2 separate regions of the Mus musculus genome follow, and region 2 is linked to region 1. Evidence: chromatin contacts called from public targeted proximity ligation data. All regions are on one chromosome and are shown on one strand. The core of a region is the stretch at or near the end of the contact, and the rest is flanking DNA. Distances in the headings are between cores, read along the strand shown. Region 1 holds the start of Syt7 (synaptotagmin VII). Region 2 holds the start of Vwce (von Willebrand factor C and EGF domains).

Region 1 (2,807 bases), core at 152-2,651:
AGACCTGTCTACAGGTGGGCACTGCGTGGGGGAGGCGGCAGGAGCCAAGGAGGAAATGGCAGAGCAATCTCCAGAGGAAGAAGGAGAGATTCCTGGCTTAGGCTCCAAGGATGCTAGATGGAAGCTAAGCCGACAGTGGGCTCGCAGGCCACTCCCTTTCAGAAAGGCAAAGGGGTGCGGCCCCCTTCCCCCCTTCCCTGGTAGGACTGGAGTGAGTTTGGTATTCTTTGCGTCCCCCCTCCCCAAGCTTAGGAGAACACTGCCCGCCGCCCCCATTGTCATCCACTGCTGCGCTTTCTCTTCAGGTACCCCTGCCTCCCCCTTCACCGCTCCTGCGGTTCCCCACCTCCCAGAAGCCTCTATCCCCCGCCGCTGCACCAGATTCCCACTTGCCCCCTGGAGCCCTCTCAATTCACAGTTGGCACCGCAGATGACACTCCGCTCCTCTGTGCCCACATCTTGGCCCAAAGCTGCCAGGATCTTCTTTGCCCTGAGGTCCCCCAACACTGACATCCCCGGGGCACTGGTGCTGGGGAGCAGGGGGTACCTCTGAGGGCACTGCCCGGCTCCCACGGGGACAGCAGCTCCTCGCTCCGCCACACACGTTGTCCTTGGGCTGCTGGGGGTGGGGGGGGAGGTCTTTGTGGGGACACTGCGAAGTCGGCCCCGGGCATCCAGCCTATCAATGTCCCGACTGCGGGGTTTGAATAAGAGTCTCTGCCACTAGAACCCACGCCCCCGGGGCACGGATGACCCTGGTAGAAAGGGGTGCAATTCGTGCGGCTCCAGCCGACAGCAGCCCCAGGCTGGGGCTCCGAGACGGCGCCCAGGCGCTGCAGCCGTCCTACCCGCCGGTGCGGGGCGCCCCAGCCCGTGCGGGGTGCCCCAGCCCTCGCGGGGCCGCGCTTACCTGGGCTGGCCGCCTCCGGGTCCCGGTACATGGTCCCCTTCGTCGCCGGCTCCCTCCGGGCTCCTCAGAGCCGCCTGCGGCCGCGCGCTTCTCTGCCGCCGCTGCAGGGCATGGGGCCGGGCGACCCCCGGGGGCGGGTCCGAGGGCGGGGGCCGCGCGGGCTGCACCGAGCCGCGGAGCCGGGGAGCGGGGGCCGCCCGCCAGCCCTCCGGGCCGCCCGCGGAGCACGCTGCCGCCGCCGCCGAGCCGCGCGGAGCCTCCTCCCTCTGGCCTGCGCGCCGCGTGTGCGCGCCGGAGCGTGTGTGAGTGTGTACGAGGCGATGTGTGTGTGTGTGTGTATGTGTGTATGTATGTGTGTGCGTGCGTGTGTGAGTGAGTGAGTGTGTGTGTATGTGTGTGTGTATGTGTGTGTGAGAGAGAGAGCGAGAGAGTGTGTGCGCGCCCGGGGCACCGCCGGCGCCGCCCGCCCGCCGTGGAGCGCCACGGCCACTGCCGCTGCTGCGCCCACTGTCGGCCGCGCGCTGCACTGCAGCCCTAGACTGGCCGCCGCCGCCCGGAGCCGCCCCGAGGGCACGGCCGCCGCCCCGCGCACCCCAGGCGCTCACTGGGCCCCGCCTGGAAGGACGGCAGAGCTCCACCGCTATGCTCGTCTAGTTTACGGAAGACGCGATCCATTCGGCCCGTGCACCACGGGTGGCGGTGGTGTCTCACGCCACAGGGTCGCCCAGCTGGCCACCTCCTCCGAGGTGCCCTCTGACTCCGCTCCGAAAGGCGTGGAGATCCACCCCAGATTTTCCGCTCGGTGGCTACTCGAGGGCGTTAGCTCGGGACAAGGAACAGCGGAGGGCCAGAGAAGAAGGGTTGGTGGGTATCAAAACCAGGAGTGGAGTATGTTGCCAGCGCTGGGCCTCGGTCTGACGGGCTTGTCTTTCCTAGAGCTGGCCAGCTGCAGGAACGAATAGGACTAGAATCTCCATCTTCCGTGGGGTACTAAGTATCAAGAACCTTCCCACTTATTCCAGCTCCAAGAGAGAAGAAAGCAACCGTTTAGCCCCTATTCATTCCTTTTCCGACCCCATTCTTCCGGTCCTTTCCCTTGACCCAGGGCACCCTTGATAAGAACGAAAACCCCCCTTCTCCTGTCAACCTTGAGAATATCTTGGTGTGCTCTCTGCCCCTGTATCTTTTCAACATTGTCCAAATAGGAAAGACTCTGTTTTTCTCTACACAATAGAGATTGTTTGATTCTGGGGCAGGGAGGAGACTTTTAAGACCCACGACTGAAACATGGGGATAAAATACCATGCCGCCTTGCACACGTCTACACAGGTACTCACTTCCCTGCCCCCAACACTCTCAAGCATACAAACTACCTAGGTCATGAAAAGCAATAGACCCCTCCTACGGTGCATGTCTTGCCATACCCTATACTGAAAAGGTTGAATGGCTAAGACAGCACAATCTTTGGGTTACAAATGTCAGCATTCCTCCTTCCATGCAGTTCACAAGTGAACCAGGCTTTTCAACATTGAAGGTTTCTGCTCCTCAAAAGCCACCTATCTGGCTTTATACTGTGTGTATGGCTCGTGCCCTGCCATACCTCCACCTCCCACACAGTACAGGCAGCCAGCACCCATGGGGATGAACCTTTGTTCCAAAAGTCGCTCATTGTGCTCGTGCACACACACATACAAAACACACACACCATTTCTTGGAACTCACATAGAAACACACACACACACACACATATTCACCTCCACCCACAGCTTTTCCGGTTGAGAAATAGATAAGGAAAATTCCCCAGCAAAACTTCTCTAAGACGGTTCTGGTGAAGAACATACTTCCTGGGATTGAAGAGTCTAATAAAACGGAAGTGGGGAAAAGGCACGTGGACAGT
Region 2 (2,807 bases), core at 190-2,689, 250 kb before region 1:
AACCTAGGGGGAACCATAGCAGTACAGGAAAGTTTGCTGGGGATTTTCCCTAGGGCCAAGTCCTTTTTTCCTCTCAGAAGTCAAAACCAGTGAAGACAAACCAGACCAACAGTGATGTCACACATAGAAACGATGATAGCAACAGCTGAGGCAGAGAATCCGGCAGCTGGGATCTACAGAACAACTTAATAGCTAAGCCAAAGGGGGCTCTGAAAGGGGCGTGAGGTGCCATCGAAGTGGTAAATGGTAGGGTGCCTGTGGAAGCTGGTGGAGTTCCACTTCAGATAGGCAAGGGTAGGGTGCCCACCAGAAAGCCCCAAGGAGCTTTTCGTGTGTGGCACAGTGATGCCAGGGAGACAGGTGGTGGGAGATCTGCAGGAACTGCAAGAGATCGCAGAACCCACGTGCTGGGCGGTAAGCTCTTCCTCCAGGGCAGCCCCTCTGAGCGCCCCTGGGAAGATGTGGCCGTGGGCCAGGCCACCCGCTGACAACGTGTACCCTTGCTATAAGCATCACGCACACACGATCACCACTCCCTCATCACCCCTTAGTGGTAGAGGACTAAGACAAACTTAGGGAAAATGATTGGGTTTGGAAAGACACGCCTCCCGCCTGTCGCCTGCGGCCTCCCGCCTCCCCGGCCTGTGCACACATGCGCAGATACCAAAGCATAACCCTGAGCCACCGGTGGCTCCAAGGTCCACCGGGTGCAGAGAGCAAGAGACACTGAGAAAACCCCCAACCCCAAAGCAACGTGTGCAGAAACGGAGGGGGTCCCGCACCACCAAGGAAGAAAGCCAGGCAGTTGAGACCAATTGGCATGTGCTGGGGTTCCCTAGCCAGAGGGTCAGCCTATTCCCATAGTACAAGATTCCTTGGAGCCGCGATCTCCATCTCCCAGATTCCTTAGCCAGAGCAGTCCCCAGCCAGGGCCACCCAACTGGCACAAACTACTGTCTCTTTGTCCAGACCCCTGGTGTGCCCTCGCCACAGAGGCTACAGGTCCAGCAGCTGCCCTATGCTAGTGTCTTCCAGCTCCACGCAGTGGCGCTAGAAGGCTGGGCCGCTGAAAGGCACCGGGCTCTTACCTCTCCGCAGAGTAGTGCCCTGGCGCCTTCCTCCCGGTATAGCCTCGGGCTGAAGACCCCAGCAACGGGATCAAGATGTAGGCGACATGGAGCAACAGTCTAGCCCACATGACTGGCAGCAGAGGTCCTGGACTCTACTGGGCTCAGGTCCCGCACCGGGGAGGGGGCTACCGACCTTGTCCCTCCTCCTGGAAGCGATCTGGTTCCCCCACAGCTGGCAGGGACTGAGGACGACGAGAAGAGGGCTGGTGGTTAGGGGAGGACTGCCTAGGCGGGTGGGGGTGGGGGTCCTTGCACCTTGGAAAGAAACACACAAAAGGAGCGCCGCCCGCCGGTGCCTCTCCGGGAGGCGTGGAGCCTGGGGCGGGAGCAAAGATCAGGGACCCCGAGGGCGGGGTTTCACCCTCGGCCCACACCCCCAGCCTGGGTTTGGGAGTCGCTTTCCACAGAATGACTGAAGGCTTCGAACCAAGTTGGAAAGAAACTTCAGGAACAAGGTTTTTGAGTTTCCATAGAATCCAATCTGAATTCTCAGTAGGTGAGACTTGTGGACACTCAAACCCAGGGCACTGAAGCGAGGCAGTTTTGACTCTCCCCAAGCCCACTAGATGGTAAGGATAGTGTATTGGTGGTTTAGTCTGCTTCCTTGCCAAAGGACATTAGCCTGTTTTGAACCCACAAGCTACCTGCTGGGAGTCAAATGGTTGAGTGGACAGCTTCCTAGCTCACCTGGGAGGTAAGAAAGCAGTGCGCAGGTGGCAAGGGAGCTAGGGGCGCAGAACTAGAAGGTTCAGTGTTTGGGCTCAGGCTTCGAAGTTGGCTCAGGCTAGAAGAGGTTTAGGCTGAAGAATGTAGAGCAAAATGATAGAACTGAGAAAGATCTAGTTGGGAGGAAGCGAAAAGAAGGCTCGAGTTTTACCTTGTTCTGGTAGCAAGCCCCGCCTAACCCTACCCAGTCTGGATTAGTCAAGCGTCTGTGTAAAGACTTCTAGGAATAAGAAAAATTGGCTGAACTAGTTTTTAAAAACTGTACTTCCCAAGCACGACTAAATCCTTCGCTTCTGCCTCGTGCTGATCCCAAGATCATTGGCATTGGTGACCACAGATAAACTGTGCACAGATGACCTGGATGCTAGCTGCCTTCTCACAGACACTTTCCTTTTAGTTTCTGAGCAAACGTTAACTCGGGTGTTTGATGCTTGTTGGTCCCCCGACCCTTAATTTGCAGTAAGAGGAAAAGTTCAAGTACTTTTGGATGTTGTGGTGCCATGGCTAATTGTTATTTTCAACTTGAATGGATATAGAAGCTCCTAGGCAATAAACCTTTGTGTGTGTCAGAGCTGTTTCCAGAAGGATTTAACTGAGTTGTGAAGACCCATCCTAAATGTGAGTGGCATTGTCACATGGGCCGGACCAAATACAAAGACCATAAAGTGAGTGCTAACATTCATCTGGCTCTCTATGCTTCCCCTGCCAAGATGGCTGCACCTGTGAGCCAGATAAACCATTCCTTCCTTGCTTGCTTGCTTTTATGGAGGTTATTCTGCCATAACAACTAGCTGTTGGCATAACAACTGGCCAGCCATCTTTCTACCTTAACCCACGTGGCTGAACCGAGACTTACATTTGGACCTGTATCTCATCTTGTTTGGGCCCATTCTATTATCTAGTCAAGCTCACAGCAAGCATAGTGCCAAAGATGAATGTGACTTCTCTGTA

The links.
Region 2: a targeted proximity ligation map of pancreatic cancer cells shows a contact between it and region 1. A contact is called at or near these places in 2 of 130 datasets of targeted methods (embryonic stem cells and pancreatic cancer cells).

Annotation. Positions count from the first base shown.
Region 1 is chr19:10,387,617-10,390,423 of GRCm38.p6, reverse strand. It overlaps Syt7 (synaptotagmin VII), which reads right to left and starts at 1,401. Exons shown (of 12, transcript NM_001373944.1): 1 at 911-1,401. The coding sequence starts at 941.
Region 2 is chr19:10,632,865-10,635,671 of GRCm38.p6, reverse strand. Vwce (von Willebrand factor C and EGF domains) reads right to left here and starts at 1,439. Exons shown (of 20, transcript NM_027913.2): 1 at 1,089-1,439. The coding sequence starts at 1,198.